Linked DNA regions of Gossypium hirsutum: region 2 is linked to region 1. Evidence: chromatin contacts called from public Hi-C data. All regions are on one chromosome and are shown on one strand. Each heading gives the region's core, a stretch centred on a gene start, on an enhancer-like site or on the middle of the called end of the contact. The rest is flanking DNA. Distances are from core to core; before and after follow the strand shown. Region 1 holds the start of LOC107924798. Region 2 holds the start of LOC107895302 (transcription factor MYB108).

Region 1 (3,471 bases), core at 742-3,241:
TTGTCATTTAAGATTCAAATTTCCAGCCAACAATATTTCGTCCTGACATTATTTAAAGACAAGAAAAGTCTCTGTTTTAGAAGTGACTATGGCTATATATCATATTGGTCAGGCAACTTGCATATATGCTGATAGATTAATCAACTACTGGTATAAGGAAGAAATTTTGATATAAAGTGGTTCATTACTTTCGAGGAAACAATAGCAATAAACCAGAAAAGCATCAACTCAAAGTATTGTATAGAGCAGTCTCACTTCTATTAGACATGATGAAGGCCCTTTTGGATAAAATCGAACAGCACCCCTACCATGTAAAAATCAGGTTGTTAAGATTCTATCGTCAAGTTGAGGCAAATGTCAAAAAGAGAGGTTTAAAGGAATGCAATAAAGTGGAAACAAAGATATTATCTAATTTTTTTCATTGCATGAAATGAAACCAAAGGAATTTCAGGGTCAAGCACAAACAACACTCCACGTAATCATGTTATGCACAAAACAGATAAATGTTTTCAGTGAATGTGCTAATAGATAATCAATAAGTGGCAAAGCTTAAGTGTATGAAAGAGCTTTGATTACTTGTGCTTCAGATCATACTTGAACGAATAGCAGGCAGAAACTGAAAAGGAAATGCTCAAGTAATATAATTTTATGACTCATCTAGAAGGCTTCTCATTTATGATAACAATAATCTAAAGCCTTTCTTCAATGGTTCCAAAGATCATCTTTCATAGCATTCATTTTGGGGGAGGGGGTAGTTATCATCTTTCATGCTTTCATTTTGTCATTTTCATCATATTTCGGGAATAGGCAGCACCTGGCAAACGAATAAATTGTTTTGGCGATGCTACAAAGTCCCAAGTCAGCACCCAATTTTGCAGTATTGCCTTAACGGCGTGCAAGAGTTTCCCAATGGGATTAATTTATAGAGCTTCGGTGTCGACAAAACAATAAAAAGGCAAACTCATAAACTGAACTAAAAGAAAAATGAAAAATTTGGTTTATTCAAGGAGTCAATGGAATTCCTAATACTGGGTTGTTTTTTTGCTTGCCTGTTAGGAAGACCTTCCAGAGATCTCCAGTGAATTTTCTGATTTGGGATGGGCTGCACAAGAAAATAAAGATCAGTTGAAATGAAATTCATACAAGAACTTATCGATTGAATAAGCAAAAAGAGGGCGAAAAGGAGCGAGGTCAAACAGGTTCCTTACTTGCATATTTCTAGCAAGCCAGGAGTATTCAATATCACGACCAAATGCCTTATATTTCAACGACCACCGTGACAAATCAGGCTTGTCTTCCAATACCTGATTAGAACACAAAGAATCAAAAATCGAAGTTTCCAATGAAATTATCACTGTCTGCCACAACATTTTAAGAATAGAATACGGAGTGACCCCTGCAACACATTAGCAATATACACAATAACCTGGACAGATGAAATGAATGGCATCCAATTGGGAATTGCTTCACGATCAGAGTAACATTTGTAAGCGACCGATGCAGGTACATCAATTTCCATCTTTGCCCTGAACCCATTTTACACACACACACAAAAAAAAAATTAGTCAACGAGTATGTTCTAGTGAATAGAAAGAAGAGAAGGGAAGGGAGGATGCCAAAACTTACGTGCAATCCTGCCATTCCATGACAGGAGAAAAGGGCCTGGAGGAAGTGAAAAAAGAGGCCTTCTTGAAGGACCCGTATGGGATTCTAATGAAGATACTGTTCAAAGACGGTGACTTCAAAGAGGAGATTCTGCAACTGGATATGGCGTTAAAGAGGATTGCATTTCCATTAGTTGGGAAGACATGGGTGAGCCTAAGGGAGCTTGAGGAAATTGCAAGTGAAGAAGACATCTCTTACAAACTTACTGGTAGCACAAAACAAAATGTACAAAGGGAAATACAAGGAAAGATATAAGGCGACTGGACGCCAAATTCCACAAGATCCGCCAGCGCAGCACCCTTTTTTTTGTTCTTTTCCTGTAATAATGATGGAATGCTGGAGTGACGGTGCGGGACTTATTTAGCAAAACGGACCAATAACCTTTGCCATGCGTGTACGGAAAGGAAAGAAACCGAGAAATGAGGCCCAACAGTATGATTGGTTTGGTAAGCGCGAGTTTTACTGGTTTTGGGCCTTAGACCGTTTATAAGGTTTTATTTAAGGCCCCCATCTCGTTGAATGGGCTGGGACAAATCCTAATTTCATTCCATTTTAGTCTCTCTTCTTAAATTTGTTAACTATTTAATAAAATATTTGTACGGTATTTTTTAGTGAAAATACATTTACTAATTACTAACAGATTTTATACTTTTAACATACTTTAAAAAAATTTAAAATATAATTTTAAAAATAGAGATTTTAATTCACACTTCATTTTTTAACAGATTTTAAGAACGATGCAAAAATTAATTTATATTAAATTTTTATAATAAGTATAATTATAACCAAAAATGTAAATTGTTCCCAAAATTTTTAAATTTTATTTTAGATATGTATTTTTTCCGTTTTTATGGTTTTAAAATTTTTATATCTAAAAAAAATATTTTAAATATTATTTTACATATACTATTTTCAATAATATTATTTCTAGGTGCTTTTTAATTACTATTTTAATATTTTTTTAAAAACAATTTATAAATATTGTTTTAAATGTTCTAAAAATAATATTTTTTATTTAATTTATAGAGTTGGTTAAAAATAATTATATATGAGATAAATATTAAAATTAAATATGAATTTTGGTTTAATGTGTAATTTTATACATAAACTTTGATTTTACGTAATTTTATACATGAAGCATTTATTTAATCAAATTCTCACAAATTATTAACACAATTATTGATATAATATCATTTTATGTTTGTATATTGTATACACGTATAATTATATTTATCTAATATAAAAATAAATTATTGTACTTATTTAAATGTATATGATTGAATCAAAGTTAATGTATCATATATACATTTAAACCACAATAAAAGTTTTATGTGTACAATTGCACTAGATCAAAGTTCATATATCAAATTATATATAAATCAAAGTTGATATATAATTTTAAAATTTACCCATGTATATATATAACAAAAAGTAGCGTATCTATGTTTTCTCTATTTAAATTTTAGAGTTAATTAAAGATAATTTCTAGAAGTTTTCATTATCCTTAAATTGTGCTTTTTAGATTATAATTGAAAAGTTTACGTTTTAAATTATCAAATTATTTAAGGTTTCAAAACCCCATCTTTTTATTTAACCTTCAAATACTTTTAATATATTTAATTTTACTTTTAAAATGTAAAATTTAAAAAAAAAATATTAAAGCTTAAAATATACCAACCAATTTTATTTCAAAATTTCAAAATTAATTTTTACTTACTTAAATATACCATATCAAATTTGAAAAATATTTTTTAAAAAACAAAGAAAAAAATAACCATTATAAAAGTAGAGCAATATAATCAATAG
Region 2 (3,820 bases), core at 759-3,258, 190 kb before region 1:
GGATATTCCACAAAGTTGTGGTGTAAGTGCCACCACCTATGCAATTCTCTTCTTTAATTATTATCAAGTTTCTAAAGATTTTTTCAAGTTTTCATACAACTAATTCCAATTCATCTGCCTATAATAGCAATTAGATTATTTAGCACTCTTTTTCGAAAAAATTAAACTGCCATATTACTCAAATACTATTATTGTTATTTTAAGAGTGTTTTTATCTAATTTTTTAATTTATTTTTTAAATATATAATAATATACGTATTTACAAATACTACCATCATATCTTAAGATATTTTCCATTGACAAATTGCGTAACACTAGTAAAATTTGTTTTCAATAAAAATTAAACTATGAATGCTCGATTAATGATAAAAAGAAAAAACAGAGTATATTTGAGCAGGGCAAAGGATATTTCTTCAGAGCACACTAATAATTAATGCTACATATAAACCCTGACAATGTTGCGTGAATCATTTACATTCTAAAAGCAGTCGCATTTGGCGATGTTAGTCGAAACTTGTGTTTTTCATATTCTCCATCATCGTATAACAGTATGGGGACAATGGTTTAAAATAGAAAAAGTGGAAGCGTCACGCTAGCGAATTCATGTGGTTAGATCCCATCACGAAGCTGCTGCTGTAAAAACCAAACATTCTCTTCATTCCACACAGTGTCCATCGATGACTCCCCACCACCAACCAACAAACCATTGCCATGCTCCTCTGTCGCCTGGAATTCTTCATCTCTGCCCCATGTGGCCGCTCCCTCCTTTTCCAAACCTAACCCCTTGTGTAAGTAGTTTGAAAGGCTCTGTGGATTGTAACAATCGGTCAGGTCCGAAACGGAAGAGACTTGGGTGTCAAGGGAGTCTGATGACGTGCCTGATAATTCGGGCAGAAGACTTGGGTCAACCTGGACCGACCCACTCGCATTTGCGTAGCTCATTTGACTGCTGCTTATGTTGCTGATACAATCATTGTAGGTGGTTTTGGTGGTGGTAGAAGGTTGACTCGAGGGAGACTCGGATGAAGCACGGATCCGTTCAACTAAACGGGGGATCCAAACGTAACGCATGGCGTCCTTGAATTGTTTGCTATTAACGTCACAGTTAAGCTGCTTGGCCTGCTTCTGGACTCTTGTTCTCCAATAATTCTTTATTTCATTGTCTGTTCTTCCAGGCAAGTGTTGTGCAATTTTCGACCACCTTCACAGTTTCAAAAGAAGATTAGCCTAAGATCATTCTTATGTTTATTGAATTGCAGGAAGGAGGAAAGCCAGCAAAAAACCTGTTGCCCCAGCGAGAATGGAGTTCAAGAATCAATAGCTGCTCTTCGAGGCTGATGTTTCCTCGTTTGATTTCTGGTCGCATATAGTTCAGCCATCTCAATCTGCAGCTTTTTCCGGTTCTTCTCAATCCTGCGCACATTTCATTTCATACTCTGAGAAATTACGAATAAAAGCTAAAACCAAATTTGTTTCAATAACCAGGGAAAGAAACTACGCTATATATATTAACCTGATAAGCGAGCAACAGCGTTCCAGCGACCTTCGCCGTGGATATTGACATGCGCCTTAAGCATGGAGTCCTCTTCTTCAGTCCATGGACCTTTCCTTAGCTCCATCTCTTCTTCATTTCTTGAAGTTTCAGATATGAAACCTCTCTTGTAAACATCCATTTCTCAACTTAAAACAGGTTAATTACAGTCGGAGAGGCAAGGATAAACCTCTAAGCTGATTTGAGAAATGAATTTGTGATGAAGATAGCTTACGAGTATATTAGATAGGAGGATGATTATATAGACAGCGGCCAACATGGGTTTAGACTGAAACTAAACAATAATTTTTTTTCTCCTAATAAACAAGAAAAAGGTCATGTTTGACGATCCACGAGATTAATCATAGTAATCAAACTGATTAAGTTAATAGCAGAATACTACTATTTTATTGGACCCATTTGTGATTTTTTATTATTTTTTATTTTGGCATTTGACCGTCTGACTTTTCATATCTGTTTCAGGAGCACAATTGGACAAATCATACGAGTATGAATTGTGAAGACCAAAGAGACAGTCTAATGGCAAATAGATAAAAAGAAAAAGGGTCTTCTTATAGGGACAAGTTGTCTTTGTTTATTATTACGCATATGTCTATTGTTTTCTTCTGATATGGTTTGCAACATGTGAGATGATGAGACGACTTTGCTTACACCTTTTTGAAGGGCCAAGTATTACTGCAATCACGTCTAATTCTATTTGGTCTGTTTAGTTTAACGGTTGAATTGAATGAAAAATTAAAAATAAAGGAAGTAGTGAAATTAATTATTTTAGGGACAAATCACTTGATATGTGTTTAAATTTAATCGTAAAAATAATTATTAGCGATATTATATTAAAATCATTATATATAAAAAATATTAAAAATTATATTTATATTTAATATAAAATAAATTTATCCTAATATTATATTTATATTGATTAGTAACATATATTAAAATAAATTTATTTTAAATAATAATTAATATTAAATGAAAAAATATATGATGGGCAAAGATTTACAGGGGATTGAGGCCAACGCAAAGTAATGGTTGAGAGTGACAATATCCAAGTTATTAACGTGGTTAACTCCATGGATGCCAGAAGGAGCAGACTGGGATTGGTGAGAAGAATAGCAGGCCTTTGCAACATGGAGTGGGAAGTCTGTTTCTGCCACAGTTAAGACGACAATGCACCTCATCTTTATTTGTTTGACAACTCCGTACTGGAGTAGTAACATCTCACATTTCAAACATCCATCCTCTTCCAATTGAATTAAGCTAGAGTTTTACTCTCCTTTTCTCAACCCAAGTGCTTAACAGGATAAAAGAAACTGTCTGATTGAGACTTGCGTGGATTGGGAATGCCGTTGTTGATTCCATAAACATGAAACTTAACATAGCATGGGTATTAACTATTAAACGGTGTGTTGGAAGAATAATTGCATCCATTTTCTTTCTTTTTTCTCTTCTTTCTTTATCAACTTAATCGAGCATTGAATGAAAAAGAAATTATTTTTATTCTTTTTTCTATCTCAAATTACAATCTTTTCATTTTTTTTTCTTTTTTTCTTACTAAGCAAACTAAGTGTCAATTGATCAGCCTCTTCGGAAATTGAAACACACAGGATTTTGTATCCTACTTATATGACAAAAGGCCTTGCAAACGAAATTTTGTTTGCTTCTGTAACCAGTAATCCTAAAACAAAAATGAGTTAGGTGAGCTAGGGTAGTAGGAAGAATTTTAGGGTGATAGAGCAAAGGGAAGTCAAATTGGTAGCTGGTAAAGGATTGTGACTTGTATAAACTGTTTTCCACTGATAAACTGAAAGCTGAAACGGATCAGCCAGATTGGTGCAAAATGTATACTTTTTTTTCCTGCAAATGGTGTGCTGACAGAAAAAACAAAAAAAACCCCACAATTTTCTCTTAAATTATCAAGTTTTATACATGCAAGTATCATTTTCAAACTGAAACTGAAAATGAAATATTGTTTTTGACCCCCCAAAAAAAACCCACAAATTACGTTGATAAATGGATGATGGGGTTGGTTCTTCTAGTTTTTGCCACCCATCATTTTCGTTCAACCATTCCAAATCTACAGTAACTTTTCTCAATTCTTCACACGTAAAGTAGTTTGAACTTTGAAGGTGTTATCATACCATCATGAGATATTGGTCGTAATTAGTGTGGTTCAACATCTGATACATGATAACACAAATCACCAACTACTCCTACTTTAACAGGGAGTCTCCCTCTTCCCTGTACTGAAAATCCTGAATTAAGCTTGCC

Evidence for each region. A called contact is a pair of places that touch in the nucleus more often than the background predicts.
Region 2: a Hi-C map of leaf shows a contact between it and region 1, with 2.4 times the contacts expected there. The contact joins the promoter of LOC107895302 here to the promoter of LOC107924798 in region 1. A contact is called at or near these places in 8 of 34 Hi-C or Micro-C datasets (hypocotyl, leaf, petal and 1 more).

What each region holds. Positions count from the first base shown.
Region 1 is chrA11:11,361,477-11,364,947 of Gossypium_hirsutum_v2.1, reverse strand. LOC107924798 reads right to left here and starts at 1,991. Exons shown (of 7, transcript XR_001691854.2): 1 at 1,627-1,991; 2 at 1,427-1,526; 3 at 1,209-1,304; 4 at 1,050-1,102; 5 at 189-304. LOC107923633 (a long non-coding RNA gene) reads right to left here. Exons shown (of 4, transcript XR_001691587.2): 4 at 3,437-3,471.
Region 2 is chrA11:11,547,534-11,551,353 of Gossypium_hirsutum_v2.1, reverse strand. It overlaps LOC107895302 (transcription factor MYB108), which reads right to left and starts at 2,008. Exons shown (of 3, transcript XM_016820610.2): 1 at 1,514-2,008; 2 at 1,284-1,413; 3 at 278-1,201. The coding sequence starts at 1,673. The coding sequence ends at 610.